Linked DNA regions of Macaca fascicularis: region 2 is linked to region 1. Evidence: chromatin contacts called from public Hi-C data. All regions are on one chromosome and are shown on one strand. The core of a region is the stretch at or near the end of the contact, and the rest is flanking DNA. Distances in the headings are between cores, read along the strand shown. Region 1 holds the start of HSPA1L (heat shock protein family A (Hsp70) member 1 like). Region 2 holds the start of LY6G5C (lymphocyte antigen 6 family member G5C).

What was found. A called contact is a pair of places that touch in the nucleus more often than the background predicts.
Region 2: a contact with region 1 is called in a Hi-C map of liver, with 2.9 times the contacts expected there. The contact joins the promoter of LY6G5C here to the promoter of HSPA1L in region 1. A contact is called at or near these places in 2 of 2 Hi-C or Micro-C datasets (liver and skeletal muscle).

What each region holds. Positions count from the first base shown.
Region 1 is chr4:139,875,688-139,881,791 of T2T-MFA8v1.1, forward strand. HSPA1L (heat shock protein family A (Hsp70) member 1 like) reads left to right here and starts at 3,589. Exons shown (of 2, transcript XM_045390168.3): 1 at 3,589-3,891. The coding sequence starts at 3,677. It overlaps LOC123573226 (small nucleolar RNA SNORD48), which reads right to left and starts at 3,528; the gene lies at 3,466-3,528. It overlaps LOC135970736 (small nucleolar RNA ZL8), which reads right to left and starts at 1,609; the gene lies at 1,527-1,609. LOC123573221 (small nucleolar RNA SNORD52) reads right to left here and starts at 1,997; the gene lies at 1,931-1,997. It also overlaps LOC102143138.
Region 2 is chr4:140,038,689-140,044,857 of T2T-MFA8v1.1, forward strand. It overlaps LY6G5C (lymphocyte antigen 6 family member G5C), which reads left to right and starts at 3,495. Exons shown (of 3, transcript XM_005553490.4): 1 at 3,495-4,744; 2 at 5,724-5,891. The coding sequence starts at 4,624.

The sequences.
Region 1 (6,104 bases), core at 2,339-4,838:
AGCTACTCTCCTGCCTCAGCCTCCTAAGTAGATTACAGACAGGCACCTGCCACCACGCCCAGCTAATTTTTGTATTTTTAGTAGAGACAGGTTTTCACCATGTTGGCCAGGCTGGTCTTCAACTCCTGACTTCAGGTGATCCACCCACCTCAGCCTCCCAAAGAGGAGGCGATTACAGGCATGAGGCACCGCACCCATCCTCAAATTTAAAAAAAAAAAATTAGCCAGGGATAGGCTAGGCGAGGCTTGCGGTGAGCCGAGATCGCACCACTGCATTCCAGCCTGGGCGACAGAGCGAGACTCGTCTCAAAAAAAAAAAATTAGTCAGATAGTGGTGCATGCCTGAGTCATTAGCTACTCCAAGGGTGAGGTGAGAGGCGAGCTTCCACCCAGGAGGTTGAGGCTGCAGTGAGCTGTAATTGCACCACTGCACTCCAACCTGGGTGAGAGCAAGATTGTCTCAAAAAACAGAATAAAATTGTCAGACATTATGGCTCACACCTGTAATCCCAGCACTTTGGGAGACCAAGGTGGGCAAATCACCTGAGATCAGGAGTTCGAGACCAACATGGTGAAACTCCATCTCTACTAAAAATACAAAATTAGCTGGGCATGGTAGTGCATGCCTGTAATCCCAAGTACTCGGGAGGCTGAGAGGCAGGAGAATCACTTGAACCCGGGAGGCAGAGGGTGCAGTGAGCTGAGAATGCGCCACTGCAGTCTAGCCTGGGCGACAAAGCGAAACTCCATCTCAAACAAAAAATAAAAATACATGTTGTGGGCTGGGGGCGGTGGCTAACACCTGTAATCTCAGCACTTTGGGAGGTCAGGCGGATCTCTTGGTCAGGAATTCAAGACCAGCCTGGCCACCATGGTGAAATCCTGTCTCTATTAAAAATACAACAATTAGCCGGGCCTGGTGGCGCATGCCTATAATCCCAGCTACTTGGGAGGCTGAGGCAGGAGAATTGCTTGAACCTGGGAGACAGAGGCTGTAGTAAGCTGATATGGCATATCATATCATGATAAAGAGTGTACCACTGCACTCCAGCCTGGATGACAGAGCGAGTCTCAAAAAATACACAAAACGTGTTGGGGTGGGGCACAGTGGCTCACTGAGGCAGGAGATGAAGACCAGCCTGTGCACAAAGTGAGACCCTGTAATATAGTTTAGATCTGTCTCCCCACCAAATCTCATATTGAATTGTAATGGATCACTGGGATGGATTCTTCATGAATGGCTTAAGTACCATCCCGTTGATGCTGTGCTCATGACAATCAGTTCTCTAGAGATCAGTTTATTAAAAAGGTGAGGCAACTCCCAGCCATTGCTGCTGCTCTGGCCATGCTACATCCCTACTTTTCTCTGTACCTTATGCAATATAAAGTATCATGAGGCCTCCCCAGAGGCTGAGCAGATGCCAGCACCATGCTTCAAGTACATCCTACAGAACCATAGCCAATCAAACCTCATCATGTAAATAACTGGCCATAAAAACGTGAATTACAGGAGATTCTAGGCAGCATGAGGGTGGATCAGGTGGGTTCAAAGATCCTCAGAGAAAAGCTCAGAGACTCTAGTCCAACCAGATCATCATTACCACTCCAACTGAGCCAAAACAAAGGATAGTCACCATAGCAACGAAGGAGAACAGGCATGGCTCTCCACCTCTCCCAGCCTGAAGGTCAAGTCGCAGGAATCATTGTCTAAGCATGACAGCCATACAAAGCTTCTTTCCACGAGGGGGAGGTTCCAAACCTTAGGCCTTCACTCAGGTTAGTGCAGAATCTCTGTGAAGGAGCATTGTCCCTGGCTGGGCTTCCAGAGCTCACATTCTAACAAGGTGAAAACAAGACAATTTGAGAATAAGCAGAATTACGGCTCTTCCATTGGTCCCTCTTAGAAACCCAAGTATCCAGTTCCCTAAATGAGTCAGAACTTAGTTTTGACATCATGACCAGCATCAGAGACTCTAGTCTGTGAAATCATCATTCCCAATTAGGGAGATCTGGATCAAGGGAAGCCCTTCTGGAAAGAGATCTATCTAGTACATTCAAACAAAACACAACAGTCCTAATACATATTGGTCTAACAAATGAGTCCAAGAACGGACGTTAGAAAGGGAGTAGTAGAAAGTAATTTAAAACTGCAGAGAACAGCTCCTCTGGGAGGTCTCAGTGTACTCCTAGTTTACAGTAGAAATGAGTGGAGTCAGGTTACCCAGCCTTCAACAAAAATACGGGGATTTATTAAAACGTAAAAATACAGGCCAGGTAAGGTGGCTCACGCCTGTAATTCCAGCACTTTGGGAGGCCGAAGCAGGTGGATGACCTGAGTTTGAGACCAGCCTGACCAACATGGAGAAACCCCGTCTCTACTAAATACAAAATTAGCAGGGAACAGTGGCACAAGCATGTAATCCCAGCTACTCTAGAGACTGAGGCAGGAGAATCGCCTGAACCCAGGAGGCAGAGGCTGCAGTAAGTGTAGATCATGCCACTGTACTCCAGCCTAGGTAACAGAGTGAGACTCTCCCCCGGTCCCCCAAAAGAGTAAAAACACAACGGTCACAAGGAAAATGATGTAAACCAAAAAGTAGTCTCTAGAAAGTTACCAACACCAGGTGCAGAGACTCACCCCTGTAATTCCAGCACTTTGGGAGACAGAGGCAGGAGGACTGTTTGAGCCCAGGAGTCGATACCAGCCTGGACAACATGGTAAAAGCCCGTTTCTGTAAAAAAACTAAAAGTTAGCCAGGCGTGGTGGTAGCACGTGCCTGTAGTCCCAGGAGGCTGAGGTGGAAAGACCACTCGAGCCCTGACGGCGGATGCTGCAGGGAGATCCTGGTGTTGCGCTCCAGCCTGGGCGACGGAGCAAACAGTCTCAAAAACAAAATAGCAATAACAAATACAAGGGTCACCAGCTGTGGTACGTGGATAGCTCAAAAAAGAAAAAAGTGGCAGGGCGCAATGGCTCACGAGGTCAGGAGATGGAGACCATCCTGACCAACACGGTGAAACCCCTTCTACTAAAAATACAAACATTAGCCGAGTGTGGTGGGGCGGGCCTGTAGTCCCAGCTAGTCGGGAAGCTGAGGCAGGACAATCGACTGAACCCGGGAGGCGGAGGCTGCAGTACTGTGTTCTTGCCACTGCACTCCAGCCAGGGTGACAGGCAGACTGTCTCAAAAAAAAAAAAAAAAAAAAAAAAAAAAAAAAAAAAAAAAAAAAAAAAAGGCAGGGAGGCGCATAATGCCCCATGAACGAAAGCCTGCTTGGGAACAAAGCTTTCCCAAGAGGCACTCAAAAGGCTCTCGCACCTAATACTCACCTTTACTCAAGGATAACACAGCGATGAACATCTTACAATTCCTAACGGGGAAATGAAACACAGGAACAAAGAATTAGAGATCTTGGCCATGAACCCCTCGTTGAGCCCGGTCTAGGAATGTTGGACCGAGGGGCGGTCAGAGCGCTGCGGTGATGGCGTCAGCGACACACTCAGAGTCACCTGGGGTCATCATCACTCCCCTCCTCTCCCCGGGCAACCGTCACCCCCATTTTACAGTCACTCGCACAACCCCACTCACAGTTGTGATGTCGCGATTAGTTAGCAGGGGCTGTGGCGCCGCTAGCCGAGTTCCAAGGAGAGGCACCAGAAACTCTACAGTGTGCAATGGTAGTTCACGCAGCTCGACTGGGGACCGCGCTCTCCTCCCTCGGCCAGGCCACGACGTACCCGCCCGCTGGCTGCTGCGCAAAGGCAGGGCAGGCCATTGGGATCCCCTGCTCCCCCTCACTCAACAGCAGGGCCTGCAGCACGCGGCACGAGAACATCACAGCTCTTCTACTAGGAACCCACGAGCCCACTCCGCAGAGAGAACTAAAATGGTGAGGCCGGGTCTATTTATAGCGGCGCCGGGTCGGGGGCCTGATGGGTATGGCTGTTTTCTTATCTGCCTGGCCAAACGCGCGGCATTTTCCCCATTGTTCATCCACATAGAACTACAACAAAGTGAAAGAAAGGCCAGGAAAGTATGTTTCACCCCCTTCTGGGCAAACATTCGGAGATGCTTTCTGAATTTTGAAAAACAAAAAACAGGGACCTGTCTGGCCAGGCGGAAGAAAGTCCCTGGCGCCAGCAGGCCAGCGGCAGCCGGATGCTGTTCATAAGCCGCTTCGCAGGAGCCCAAGGTCGCTTAATGACCTTGGGACTCCGCTGGAGCGCGCTCGCACCTGCGCCAGTTTAGGGTCCAGCTGTCCCAGTTTAGGGTCCAGCTGCCACAGTTTAGGGTCCAGCTACCCTGACACTCCGCACGCCGTTCCCCCAGCGAAATCTGAATTCGTCTCCCAGCTCGATCCCGCAGACTGTCAGGCTCCTTAAGCTTCAATTAACCAAAACAAAACAAAAACCAAAATCACAAAAGCCAGGTGGGGCGTAATAGGTCACTCCTGTGATCTCAACACTTTGGACAGGCCTAGACAGAGGATCACTTGAGGCCCGGAGTTCGAGACCAGCCTGGGCAAATAGTGACACCCAACCCCCGTATCTATTTAAAAAATAAATAAATAAATAAGAGCATTTTTGAAACTCATAAATCATTTCAAATCCCACCTTTCTGGACCCTTTCCTATCTCCCTCATTTATAAACGTGTATGATGTTTGGTGATGTGTGTTGTGTGTGTTGGTATCTTTTTCTTCATTTTTTTTTTTTTTTTTTGAGACGGAGTGTCACCCAGACTGGAGTGCAGTGGCGCGATCTCGACTCACTGCAACCTCCGCTTCCTCGGTTCAAGCGATTTTCCTGCCTCAGTCTCCCAAGTAGCGGAGATTACAGGTGCACACCGCCATGCCTGGCTAATTTTTATGTTTTTAGTAGAGTCAGGATTTCACCATGTAAGCTAGGCTGGTCTCGAACTCCTGACCTCAGGTTATCTGCCTGCCTAGGCCTCCACAAAATGCTGGGATTACAGGCGTGAGCCACCAAGCCCAGCCTGATTTAGAGTAGATATCTCTAGGCTCAGTTTTGGGGAGGAAGTGTTAGGGACACCTAGCTGATATGTCAGGAAGAACACCTTCAGGAAAGGCTTGTGTGGGAGGACAACCCATTACCGTAATCTTCTCAGCTTTATGCTGTGCAGCCTTTTTCTCCTTTCCTCATATATTTGCTATTTTTTAGAGTATTCATGAAAAAGGACAAAGAGGCTACTGTTCGTAAAACCTAGGGTAAAACCATCATTTAGAACCGGACACGAACTACTAAATGCCAACGATATTCAGGCAGGCAGTGGGGGAAAAAATCTTTGGCTCCTAAACCATCACTTGTTGCTCTCTAATTTGACCTTGGATGCAGCTCAAGTGACCACTTCCATATGCTAAATTGTCAAAAAAGGTTCTAGAATACCTAATATAGAGGAGAATGGGATGAGGATTACAGAGGTGATACAAAGAACCTGACTCATCTTTCCTTTCTGGCCATAGCCCCAAACTCTCATTCCTCCAGACCCTCACTTGGATAATTGCAGCTAGGGTGACCATAGCTGAAAATGTTAGTCTACCTCACATTTCTGCTCAAAACGATCTTAGAACTTTTGAAGTGAAGCTATTCAGACAAAATACTTTATTTTAAAAGGAGGCAACGAAAGCTAAATTAGTCTAAATAATTTGACTTGGTCACCCAAGTTGGGATTTGCAGAGCCATAGTCTGAACTTCCACTTCATTGTTGCTGTTTTGCCCATCCCGCAAGTTTTATTTTTTATTTATTTTATCTTTTTTTTTTGAGATGCAGTTTTGCTCTTGTTGCTCAGGCTGGACCGCGGTGGTGTGATCTCAGCTCACCACAACCTCCACTTCCCAGGTTCAAGCAATTCTCCTGCCTCAGCCTCCGTAGTAGCTGGGATTACAGGGATTCGCCACCAAACCCAGCTAATTTATTTCTTTCTTTCTTTCTCTTTCTTTCTTTCTTTCTTTCTTTCTTTCTTTCTTTCTTTCTTTCTTTCTTTCTTTCTTTCTTTCTTTCTTTTTCTTTCTTTCTTTCTTTCTTTCTTTCTTTCTTTTTGACATGCAGTCTCACTCTAGCCCAGGCTGGAGTGCGCTGGCATG
Region 2 (6,169 bases), core at 2,245-4,744, 160 kb after region 1:
CGCTGGACCCTTCTATACTGGACACAGGGTGAGGCCTGAAAGTCCAGGCACCCTGAGGAGCTGGGCAAACTAGGAGAGAAAATGGCGCTGGGAGAAAGGAAAGTTACACCCTGGAAGGGCAACCTGTGAAGAAGTGGCTCCCGGCTGGGCCAAAAAGCCTCATCCTATGCCGTCTCATTGACCTAAGCTCCACCCTGAATGCCTCCAGTATGAGGTGCTGGACTGGCTCTGGGCTGCCTGCTTGGGTTGAGGGTTTGCTCCTAGGAGAGGCATGTGTTTCTCGCACGACTGTCACAAGCGAGTGAGGGCTACGGAGGTGGAGGGCCCGAGAGGGTGGGGAGCTCAGGCGTCAGCGATAGCCAGATTTCCGTCCACCCATCCGTCCGTCCGTCCGTCCATCCATCCATCCATCCATCCATCCAATCAAGCCATACCGGATTCCTCAGGAATCCAGTCATTCATTTATATTTAGGTTAAAGACCCTCTCTCTGGTTCCTCTCTGGAACGCAGTCTCGAGCCGCTCCCGGAGCAGACCAAGGCCGTCTCCTGGCCGGGTCATCTACAGCCCCGCCCCTCATTTGCCTCGCTCCATTCCCCTAACCTTGGCGTTCTGTCGTCAGGCCCCGCCTTCTTTGTTTCGTCACTCGGTTGCTTACCTTAACTCTAGGTAGGAGCACTCAGCAAGGATACTGTCCTCTGCTGCTGTTGCCATGGCGACTATTTCAACGCCCTGCCTCTTCACCCCAGGAAAACCTTAGCGGAACCCGTCACCATGGAAACGAACTCTCCGGACTCCTAGCACGCATTGGGCTGGCCCTGCCCCGTCGACAGGGGAGGAGCAAAACGCAAACAAAACGGGATTAATTCCTCAGAGGCCGCGCCCCCTCCTAAGAAGGCCCCACCCTGTCCCGGTCTCACCCCTCCTCGAAGTACTAATTCAAGGAAATACTCCGCGAATAGTGAGGGAGTGTCTTGCCCCCCTGTTCCTTCAAGGCCCACGGTCGCTTGATTCCACAGGAAGTCCTCCCGGACCTCTCAGGGTGATCCCCTCCGGAAGCCCAGCCTCAGCCTCGCAAAGCCTCTAGTCGTTGACCTTTTCGTTGCGATTATATTCGAGAGGGAGCTTCAGAGGGCGCCATGAGGTTCCCCTGAGCTTCCCCTTTGCCCTTTGCCCTCTTCGCTTCAAGAGGAGCCTTGGCTCTCTGATTCTTTTTATTATTTATTTTGTTTTTTTTTTTTTTTGAGGCGGAGTCTTGCTCCGTCTTTATATTTAGGTTAAAGACCCTCTCTCTGGTTCCTCTCTAGGACGCAGTCTCGATCCGCTCCCGGAACAGACCAAGGCCCTCTCCCGGCCGGGTCATCTGCAGCCCCGCCCCTCATTTGCCTCGCTCCATTCCCCTAACCAGGCTGGAGTGCAATGGCGCGATCTCGGCTCACTGCAACCTCCTCCTCCCGGGTTCAAGCGATTCTCCTGCCTCAGCCTCCTGAGTAGCTGGGACTACAGGCGCGCGCCACCACTCCCGGCTAATTTTTATATGTTTAGTAGAGACGGGGTTTCACCATATTTTCTAGGATGGTCTCGATCTCTCTCTCTTTTTTTTTTTTTTTTTTTGAGATGGAGTTTCTCTCTTGTTGCCCAGGCTGGAGTGCAATGGTACAATCTCAGCTCACTGCAACCTCCACCTCCCGGGTTCAAGCAATTCTCCTGCCTCAGCCTCCTGAGTAGCTGGGATTACAGACGCATGCCACCATGCCCGGCTAATTTTTTGTCTTTCTAGTAGAGACGGGGTTTCACCATGTTGGGCCAGGCCGGTCTTGAACTCCTGACCTCAGGCGATCCACCCGCCTCAGCCTCCGAAAGTGCTGGGATTACAGGCCTGAGCCACTGCGCCCGGCAGGATCTCTTGACCTTGTGATCCGCCCGCCTTGGCCTCCTAAAGTGCTAGGATTGCAGGCGTGAGCCACCGCGCCCGGCCCTCTGATTCTTTTTGTCTATCGCTCTGTGCACTCATTCATTCAAGACATTTATGTAGGTGCCCGGCGTTCCTCCCCGGTTCTCCACTACTCTGGCTTTTCTCTAATACAATTTATTTTATTTTATTTTATTTTATTTTATTTTATTTTATTTTATTTATTTAGGACGGAGTCTCACTCTGTCGCCCAGGCTAGAGTGCAGTGATGTCATCTCGGCTCACTGCAACCTCCGCCTCCCAGGTTCAAGCGATTCTCCCGCCTCAGCCTCCCGAGTAGCTGGGATTACAGGAGGGTGCCACCACACCTGGCTAATGTTTTTGTATTTTTGGTAGAGACGGGGTTTCACCGTGTTGCTCAGGCTGGTTGCAAACTCCTGACCTCGAATGATCCCCCCACCTCGGCCTCCCAAAGTGCTGGGATTACAGGCATGAGCCACCGGGCCAGGCCAATTTATTTTATTTTTAAAGTATTATCATTGTTGTTATTTGAGACAGCAGTGGCGCGATCACTGCAGCCTCGACCTCCTGGGTTCAAGCGATCCTCCCACCTCAGCCTCCCGAGTAGCTGGGACTAAAGGCACACGCCGCCACGCCCTGCTAATTGTTTTCTACTTTTTCTTGTAGGGATGGGTTCTCGCTATGTTGCCCAGACTGGTCTCCAACTTTTGGGCTCAAGAGATCCTCCCTCCTTGGCCTCCCGAGGTAATGGGGTTACAGTTGTGAGCCACTGGGCCCAGTGTAAGCCACTGCGCCCAGCCTAATACAGTTTGTTGTTGTTGTTATTTTTGTTTTTTTGAGACGGAGTTTCATTCTTGTTGCCCAAGTTGGAGTGCAATGACGTGATCTCGGCTCACTGCAACCTCCGCCTCCCGTGTTCAAGCGATTCTCCTGCCGGTGCGCGCCACCACGCCCGGCTAATTTTTTGTATTTGTAGTAGAAACGGGGTTTCACCATGTTAGCCAGGCTGGTCGCGAAATCCTGACCTCAGGTGATCCACCCACCTCGGCCTCCTAAAGTGCTGGGATTATAGGCGTGAGCCACCGCAGTCCGGCTGTAATATAGTTTTAAAATTTATTCATTCGAAGGCTCTTGGGGAGTGCTCAGTGGCGTCCCTGTTGCCTCTCATATTTCTTTCTTCCCTCAGTCTTTTTGGGAGGGCCTCTCCCGTCTGTTTCTTCCCATCTTCCCTGTTATCATCCTGAGACTGGATAGTTCTTGGATAGTCTGGGAGGTAGCAGGGAACCCGAGTTCGGAGCCTCGACCGACCAGAACCTCCAGACGGGAAATTGGAGCAGGTGGTGTCGTTCCCGGACGCTGAGGACGCTCTCCGCCCCTAACCCACAGCCAAACGATCCTAAAAGTAAAAACACGGAGTTTCTGAGTCAAGACTGAGCTGGCGGGGTGGGGACCGAATAGGCGAGGTTGGGAAGCCCAGCGGGTCCCCAGCGGAGTAAACGGGTGAGACGCCTCGTGCCGCGGTCTCCAGAATTCGCCTGGGAGGTGGGGTGGCGCTACGGCGCCGCCTTTCTGGGGAGCCGCCTCAGGCTCTGGATGTCCGCTGGGGCCAGACGTTTGGGTCCCGACCTGCGGTTCGCACTTACCAGGTTTCTTCCCCTGGGAACAGAACTTGAGCAGGGGGCCACCCCCGCGTCCTACCGGAGCTCTGAGGTGCTGTCAGGCGCGGAGAGCGAACGCGCAGCGCCAGATTCTGTGGGCGCCGGAGATCAGGCCCACTGAGCCGCAGCTGAACTTAGGCGGGGCAGGAAAAAGGATGAGGTGGGGGAAGGCGCTGGGTTCCCGGAACCCCAAGGGGACACTGAGCTGAGTACGTATCGCTTGGGATCCAGGTGTCCTCGTTTTGGGATGTCTGGCAGGTGTCCCCAGGGTATGAGAAGTGGGACTGGGCACCCCCTATTTTCTGGTGTGTTTTTTTGTTTGCTTTTTTTCTTTTTTTTTTGAGACGGACCACGTTTCCTATCTTGGAAAATGGTACCACTTCTTTGTGCAAGCCTACCCCAGTTCCCTCATCCCTCGTTCAGTCCAACAGCAAATCTGTCCAGTCTTCTAAATGTATCTCAGGTTCAGTAGCCCCGCCTCCTCGTCCCTGCCCGTCTTCTGCTGGACCAGTCCGCCATCTTGTGACCGGACTTGGGAATAGCGTGCTACTTCCCGGCGGCCTCCACTCTTGACCCAAATGCAATGTGCAGCCATGGCAATCTTTTACAAACAGAAATCGGATCAGGTTACTCCTCTGCCGAAATCCCTCAGGTCAGTGGTTTAACTGTCGAGGTGCTCCTGGCAGCACTCTGCCCTCCCCACATCATTGACGATTGACTTGTCTCCCCTACTAGACTGTGCCCTGTGAGGGTGGAGACTTTGTGCACGGTTGTATCCCCAAGACCTGATGCAGTGATTCAATAAACATCTGTCCAATTAATAGGAAATAAAGTTCCCTTTCTCATTCCCCTATTGCTGGACCCCTGCCCTCAAGCAGGATGTTATGCCCCAGAGTGGCTGTGGGTGAGAACATTCTGCCCCTCTGGCTGGTCTGGCACTGATTTCCACCCTGAGTTGGTGTTGCCTCTCTCCTTCCTCTTGGCCAACCTCTCTTCCACCAATATAAGCCCAAACTGGAGGCCAGCAGGCAGTCATGCGTTTTATGGCAGGCCCTGCAGGGAGCCAGAATCCGGGTCCCATGTGCTTCCACAGCAGCCTCCAAGCCCTGTACACCGTCCTCTTAATAGTGCTGGTCATGATGAGCTTGGTGTTTGGTAAGTGGTTCCAAGGGTTCAGAAGGGTCTCCTGGCCTGCTGGATGGAGAAACCCACAGACACCAAGCGTCTGGGTACATTTGTCCAGGATGCTCAGGTAAACCCATGCAGGAGGAGAGATGGAATGGATGGGTTTGGTGGGGAATGCCTGCTCATGGACTGATACGCAATCTGAAGATTTATTTATTTATTTATTTATTTATTGAGATGGAGTCTTGCTCTGTCTCCCAGGCTGGAGTACAGTGGTGAGATCTCGGCTCACTGCAACCTCCGCCTCCCGGGTTCAAGCGATTCTCATGCCTCAGCCTCCCGAGTAACTGAGATTACAGGCACGAGCCACCATGCCCAGCTAATTTTTGTATTTTTAGTAGAGACAGGGTTTTGCCATGTTGGCCAGGCTGGTCTTGAACTCCTGACCTCAGGTATCTGCCCACCTCAGCCTCCCAAAGTGCTGGGGTTACAGGCATGAGCCACCACACCCGGCCTCTGAAGATTTCTAGTGACCACCCCAGGGCTGTCTCACTTCACAGCAGTGACCTGAATAGAGATACTGAAGGAATCTTCTCCAGATCTGAGGGCAACATGGAATAGGGAGGTTTAGGGAGTGTGCTGGATGACAGAACTAGAATCCACAGGATAGAACAAGACTGAGTCCAGCCTGCTGGGCTCCCCACTTGGCTGCAAAGCACCAGCCACAGAGACACAGGATTCAAAGTGTTCGTTTAGCACTTTCCTCTGCCTCACACCAAATGCTCTGCTGGGTCCGGGGACTTGTTAACGTGTGGCCTGGCCTTAGGACCAGAGGAAAAGGGGGATGTATGTGTATGCAGTTGGGGAAAGAAGCAGAGAATTGGGGCTTTGATGGTTTTCTGAGATAGGAAGGGAGGGAGCAGTGGGGTTGAGTGGCCTGCAATCAGACAGTGGTGGGGTGTGAGGGAGAATGGGGTGTGAGTGGGGTCAGCACTTCTCTGTGTTCTAGGTAAGTTTGTTCCTGTCAATTGGGAACGCCCTCAACCACTTCCAGTCCCCAAATACCTGCGCTGCTACCGATGCCTCTTGGAGACCAAGGAGTTAGGGTGCCTTCTGGGATCTGACACCTGCCTCACCCCGGCTGGCAGCAGCTGCATCACTCTCCACATAAAGAACGGTAAGTGACCTTCTCCTGTCGTGGGCCCAGCACTCTCCCAAACTGAAACTCTCTCAGCCTCCTAAGCTGCACCCCAAGTCTTCTTCCCATAATCCCATAGGACACTGCTGTAATCCTGTCTTTTTATTATTATTATTATTATTTTTGCTGCTCTGTCACCCAGGCTGGAGTGCAGTGTCGCAATCTTGGCTCACTACAATGTCCACCTCCCCAGTTCAAGCAATTCTTGTGCCTCAGTCTCCCAAGCAGCTGGGATTAAAGGTGCATGCCACCACGCA